Linked DNA regions of Pan troglodytes: region 1 is linked to region 2. The links are chromatin contacts, called in public HiChIP or PLAC-seq maps. All regions are on one chromosome and are shown on one strand. Each heading gives the region's core, a stretch centred on a gene start, on an enhancer-like site or on the middle of the called end of the contact. The rest is flanking DNA. Distances are from core to core; before and after follow the strand shown.

The links. HiChIP or PLAC-seq counts read pairs in DNA pulled down with a chosen protein or histone mark.
Region 1: an H3K4me3 HiChIP or PLAC-seq map of stem cell-derived excitatory neurons shows a contact between it and region 2, with 5 times the contacts expected there. The contact joins the promoter of GCNT4 here to the promoter of ANKRD31 in region 2. A contact is called at or near these places in 1 of 7 Hi-C or Micro-C datasets (stem cell-derived neural progenitor cells) and 1 of 1 datasets of contacts at active chromatin or transcription factors (stem cell-derived excitatory neurons).

The regions. Positions count from the first base shown.
Region 1 is chr4:40,991,867-40,994,579 of NHGRI_mPanTro3-v2.0_pri, forward strand. It overlaps GCNT4 (glucosaminyl (N-acetyl) transferase 4), which reads left to right and starts at 1,294. Exons shown (of 2, transcript XM_009449015.5): 1 at 1,294-1,962.
Region 2 is chr4:40,805,129-40,808,070 of NHGRI_mPanTro3-v2.0_pri, forward strand. ANKRD31 (ankyrin repeat domain 31) reads left to right here and starts at 1,328. Exons shown (of 25, transcript XM_063810362.1): 1 at 1,328-1,735. The coding sequence starts at 1,632.

The sequences.
Region 1 (2,713 bases), core at 44-2,543, 190 kb after region 2:
AATACATTTCTGTTGTTTTAAGTTGTGCAGTCAGTGGTATTTGTTAGGCAGTCCTAGGGAGAATAACACAGGAATGCTGAGCACAATGAGCAAGCTTACAATGTGGCAGAGACCATTCTGGGGCCACTACCATCTTTGGGCAACCCACTGTCAGAAGACCTGCAGGGCCGGTTACAACAAGTTTTTAAGGGATGAAAGAGAGTAACCCGGCCAAGCGCAGTGGCTCACATCTGTAATCCCAGCTCTTTGGGAAGCGAGGCAGGCAGATCACCAGGTCAGGAGTTTGAGACCAGGCTGGCCAATATGGTGAAACCCGTCTCCACCAAAAGTACAAAAATGAGCTGGGCGTGCTGGTGTGCGCCTGTAGTCCCAGCTACTCAGGAGGTTCAGGCAGGAGAATCGCTTGAACCCAGGAGCGGAGGTTGCAGTGAGCCGAGAGTGCACCACCTTACTCCAGCCTGGGAGACAGAGCAAGACTCCGTCTCACAAAAAAAAAAAAAAAAAAAAAAGAGCGTAACTTAAGGCAGTGAGTAGAAAGGAGAGGGAAACAGCTGGGTATGGTCTGAGAATAAAACAATCCAAAACAAAAATTGGAAACTTTATGATGAATAGGTTTTTAAGAAATAGTTTGCTTTAGGACAAAATAGTTGATTTGGAAGTTGGAAATAGAGGAGCAAGTGAGTGAATGGATATCCACTTTATGACATGATATACGCAAAATAATAAAATTGACCTCTTTAGGAGGAAGTGCATGTATTTCCTAGCATGGCTTGTTTGAGATGTGTAAGCTGTGGTTAATGATGGCTAGTGGTCCCTTTAAATTCCAGTCTTGGAGACCTCCGTGGTTAAGAGCATGGACACCATTCGGACCACCCACTTACTGGCAAGTTATTTCACCTCACCTGCCTCCCTCTCAGCATCTGTAAAACCAGAATTAAAATAGCACCTCCCTCATAAAGTTGTGAGGATTGAAAGAGTTAATCCGCATAAATTGCTTAGAACAGTGCCCAGGGTGGATAATAGAAGCCTTAATTGTTTTTACCATCATGACTATCGCCATCATCATGTGCAAATGAGGGAGACCCAGGAAGTGTAAATTATTATTCCAGAAAGAGGCGGTCCCATGGGGAGAAAATGAAGGCAAAGCTGGCCATTTGCTTGAAAGTACGTCTGTAAAACGAATATTAAAACACTTGCTCTCTGAACACAGGGAGTTTTTAAAAAGGCGTGGGGGCTGGGGTAGACTTAAAGTCTCTCTACTGCTTTGGGCAGATTCCAGATTCTGGGAGTGAAGCATATGGGGACCCATGTGACCCTCCCTCTTTGAGATTCACTGGGTCCTAGGTCCTAGGTCCTACCCAGCTCTCCACCCAACAGCCATGCACATTGCAGGCCCTCAGTCAACACTGATTGACGCAAGGGATAAAGGAACAAACCGACTGGGATTGACTTGTCTGGTGCCACTCCCTGCCCTGAAAGGCAAGCCCTGGGAGCCCCCGGCCCCGAAAGGACGTGGAGCCTCGCGGGAGACTCCTGGAAGTGCGTGAATAGCAAGCACAGCGTGGTGCGCCCGCTTTACAAGTTAGCATATTCACAAGAACCCGCTCGGAAGGCCAAGTCCTTGATGTCGGCCAATTGGTTAAGTAGCTGTGTGCTTTCTTTCCAGTGCACTTATTTGGTGATCCCGATTGGCGTCCGCACAGCCGCCACCCTCACTCCCGCTTGAGGATAAAAAGCAAGCCAATTTGGCATGTAGGCACTGTTTGAAAAACAACTTTGCACTCTAGTTATTCGGCAAAAAGCTCCACCTTCCCACGCTGCTGATAATATTTCTCGCGGCTGCGTGGGACACTCCTCGTCTCACCCATGAGAGCGAGCTGCCTTCTGTCTGGTTGGGCGATTCCTGCAGGGCCTGAGCCTCCGCAGAGCCCGGCGTTCAAGGAGAAAAAAGGAGCCGCGGATGTGAGTTTGCTTTGTCACTGCCTTGTGAGCGACTTTGGGCAAGTTACTTAGCTCTCCTCACCTCAGATTTCTTGTCTAATGTGGGAGGGAACCGAACGTGGATGACGCTCTGGGCAGCGGCGGAGAGCCGAGATCACCGCGCGCGCCTGAGAACTTTGTCCGAAGCGCGGCCCGGGGACTGGGAGCGCAGGGCAGGGAGTTCCCTCTGCGGGAGCACGGAGGCGCTCCTACTTTCGCCGCACGTCACGGGGGCCGCTCAGCGCTCTCCCACCCCGGGCCGGGCGAGAGCGGCTCCCCAACAGGGCGACGGAGGAGCGCGGCGAGAGCGAGCCGCCGCGGAGAGCCTGGGAACCCAGAGCGCAACCCTCGGCCCCCGCCGGGGCGGCCTCCGCAGCCGCACGGACCCCGCGTTCGGGGCTGGCCCGCTCCCTCTCGTAAGTCGACTTGGCCACGCGGGGGAGCGAGGGTCGCCCGGGGCTGGAGATGTTAACCCGGTCTCAGCCTCGTCTCCGCCGGGACGCCCCGACCCTCTGCTCCTCACGACTTTCGTTTTCCCGCCGGGGAAAACTTCGGCGCCGCGTCCATCTCCAGGCGGCAGGCGGGGGCGCCCTCTCGGAGCTGCGCGGGGAATCGGGCTGAACCCCGGCCTCTCTCCGCGCCTGCAGGAGCCCCGGGGCCACCAGAGCGCGCGGCGGGCGGACACAGCGTCACGGGCTGGGTGGGCGACCCCGGCGCGCGCCTAGCAGACGCC
Region 2 (2,942 bases), core at 78-2,577:
TGCCTCATTTACGGAGTTGAGGCGAGGAATTTTATTTAAGCAAGTTACTTATTCAAGTAAGTTTATTTATTTTTTATTTTTTGAGACATGGTATGACTCTGTTGCTCAAGCTGGAGTGCGTTTGCTCAATCATAGCTCATTATAACCTCAAACTCCTGGGCTCAAGCGATCCTCCCGCCTCAACCTGAGTAGCTGGGACTACAGGCCCATGCTACCATGCCCTGCTAATTAAAAACAAATTTTTTGTAGAGATAGGGGTCTCACCATGTTGCCCAGGCTGGTCTTGAACTTCTGGTCTCAAGCAATCCTCCTGCCTCGGCCTCCAATGCATTGAGGTTACAGGTAGAGCCACCACCCCCAGCCTCAAGTTAAGTTTAGAAGATAATCACCAATCAAGTATTTTAAATAGCAGTGGCTTAAATATACATAGTAAAAACACAAAATAATAATAATGATAATAATGGCAAAGCTACTCCATATAGTGAAAAGGGCAATGAATTGGGAAGTCAGAAATCTCTAGTTCCATCCATTTATGACAAAACTTAGACTTTATATGTGCGAGATGCTGGAGACTCCAAGGTGAATACTAAACACTTGCTATGGGAAAACAACTTGGTCTTTTCTTGAATCTTCTTCTCACTTGGCAAGTGGAAGCTCACTTGGCTTTGTTTTGAATTAGTTTGAATTTAAAATGTTCAACTAGACTGAAACACATCAAATATATAAAATTCTAGTACTTCATTAAAACGCAATTGACTACTTTTGGAGGTTGCTAGGCATTACTATTATTATAAAAATTGATAAAAGAGGAAAAAATAAAGCATTTATCCTGCCTTTCCTGCATAATCTGTATTTCAGGTAACCAAAGCGTTGTTGAGAGAAAAAAAAAATGCAAAATACATCACTGAGATTAGTTGATGAGCTAAAACTTCTGATAAACGTATCTGTTTTGTCTACCTCAGAGGACACTTGAGGAGAGGCTGTCAAGGGATTAAAGGGAAAGGAAGCACTTGGTGGGCTGCAAAAACTCTCTTTAGGTCTAAGGTCGCATTCTGGCTCCAGAATGCCAGGGCTGCTGGGGCGGGCAGGAGCTGACAGCTCTTCCCGTATCTGGGGCTCACAAGCATCAGGTGCATGGCAGGTCACCCTCCCGGCCAAGGGTGTTAAGCAGGCTCGGTCTGAGTTCTGGGTGCGCCACGCCTGCCTTTCTGGTCTCTGCAGCAGCAACCCCAGCACCTTCAAAGCCTAGCGACCGAGAATGAGAAACCGTGAAAAAGACACGCAGCGGCAGGCCACGCCCAGAGCAGGCCTGCGCGCGCGGCCTCCCACTTCCGGCCACGGGAGCTGGGGGCGGGGCCGAGCGCTGCGCAGGGCTCCGTCGTGTGGCGAGCGGCTGCCCCCTGCCTGCGACGAGCGGCGGGACCCGCGGGCCGCCTCGCAGATTACTACCCCGCCGCGCTCGCGGCCGCCAGCGTCCTCCTCAGCAGCCCTGCGACAAGTCCCGGCTCCTGCTGCGATTATATTATTTTTATTTTTAATTCACAATTTCCCCTGGCCCTCAAAGCGTTTTTTTGTTTGCGGGCAAGAGGGAGTTAGAGGAGGGTAAAAAAGACTTTGAATGTGAGGCAAAGATGGAGGAAGGCGTCCAGGCCCCAGACTGGGACAGTGATGAAACTGTGATAGAGGGTTCAGTGACGGAGAGCGACCTGGAAGAAAAGGAGCTGCCCTGGAGAAGGTGACCATCATTAGGGCCACAGTGCCTGAACCCTCGCGCCAGGGCGGCCCAGGTGCCCTCTGAGGGGGTCAGAGTTTTGAGTGGAGATCGTGACCAGAACATGTGCTTGTGGGCAGGATCAGAGCCTTGTGGGGCAGCCGTGCCTGAGCTGAGAGCTTGTAAATAAGCAAACACAGTCTGTTCCCGCCTACCCCCAACCAGCTAGGGATAAAATGAGGTTTGTACTAGGTGGCTTTATAGCATTTTTCAAAAGGCTTTCCTTTTGGGGGCTTTCAGTCTTTTTGCACGAGCAAAAAAGATCTTGGGTCTGAACTTAACTGCATTTTGTTTCAAGAGACTTCATTTTGCTTCAAGAGACTCGTAGCTCAGTTCTAGGAAAATGGGTAACAGTTTCTCTCAAGAAAAGAATGTGTGATGGGGAAACTGGTCCCTGCCAAACTGGAAACGAATAGTTTTATACGAATCCAAAAAAGTCGGTATTTCAGGTTATCGAAACCTTTCTCTAACATATTCTCTGTGCTAGACACAGGGAAAAGAGGGCAGGGATGAGGCCACTAGGTCTGCTTCATATGTGCTCAGGGCTGTGTCTGGGACTTAAGTTGGATCGTACACAGAATTGGGTCATTCTCCTTTCCCTCTCTCTCTTCTCCAGGATTCTCCTGCCCCCTTTCCTCATCATACCCACTTGCCAGTTCATATGATCAGAAAGACAGGTTTCTTTGAGTGTTAGCCTTTTCACTATACAGCAGTTCCTTACAAGGGGGACAGCCTTTAGCACAGAATTAAGAAAAGAGAGAGAAAAGGGGGATTCTGTCCACACTTTTCAGGCAATACCGATCCCTTTTCCCAGTTCCTCTGGTAGACACTTTCTCTTGAGTTTTATGTTCCCCAGTTGCCATGGTTGGTGTCTGCTCTGAGGCTAGGGCCAGCCTTGGGGCAGGGCTGGGAGGTAAGAGAGAAAGCAACATAAAGCCCTGGGCTTTGTCCTATACCTTCTGGCATGCAGGGGTCATTTTCCTTGGTCTTCTGGATAAAAATAGGTTTACTGTCTGTGCCCACTGGATGGTTCAAAGCTGAAAGACAAAAAAGAACCAAAAAACCGAAAACAAACTGAAACTCGTCAATAAATGGGTTGTTATTAAGATTTCAACTTCAGTCCCCAATCTACCTGCTGTTGTTTACTTTTCAAGGTTCTCGAGTAGTTTTT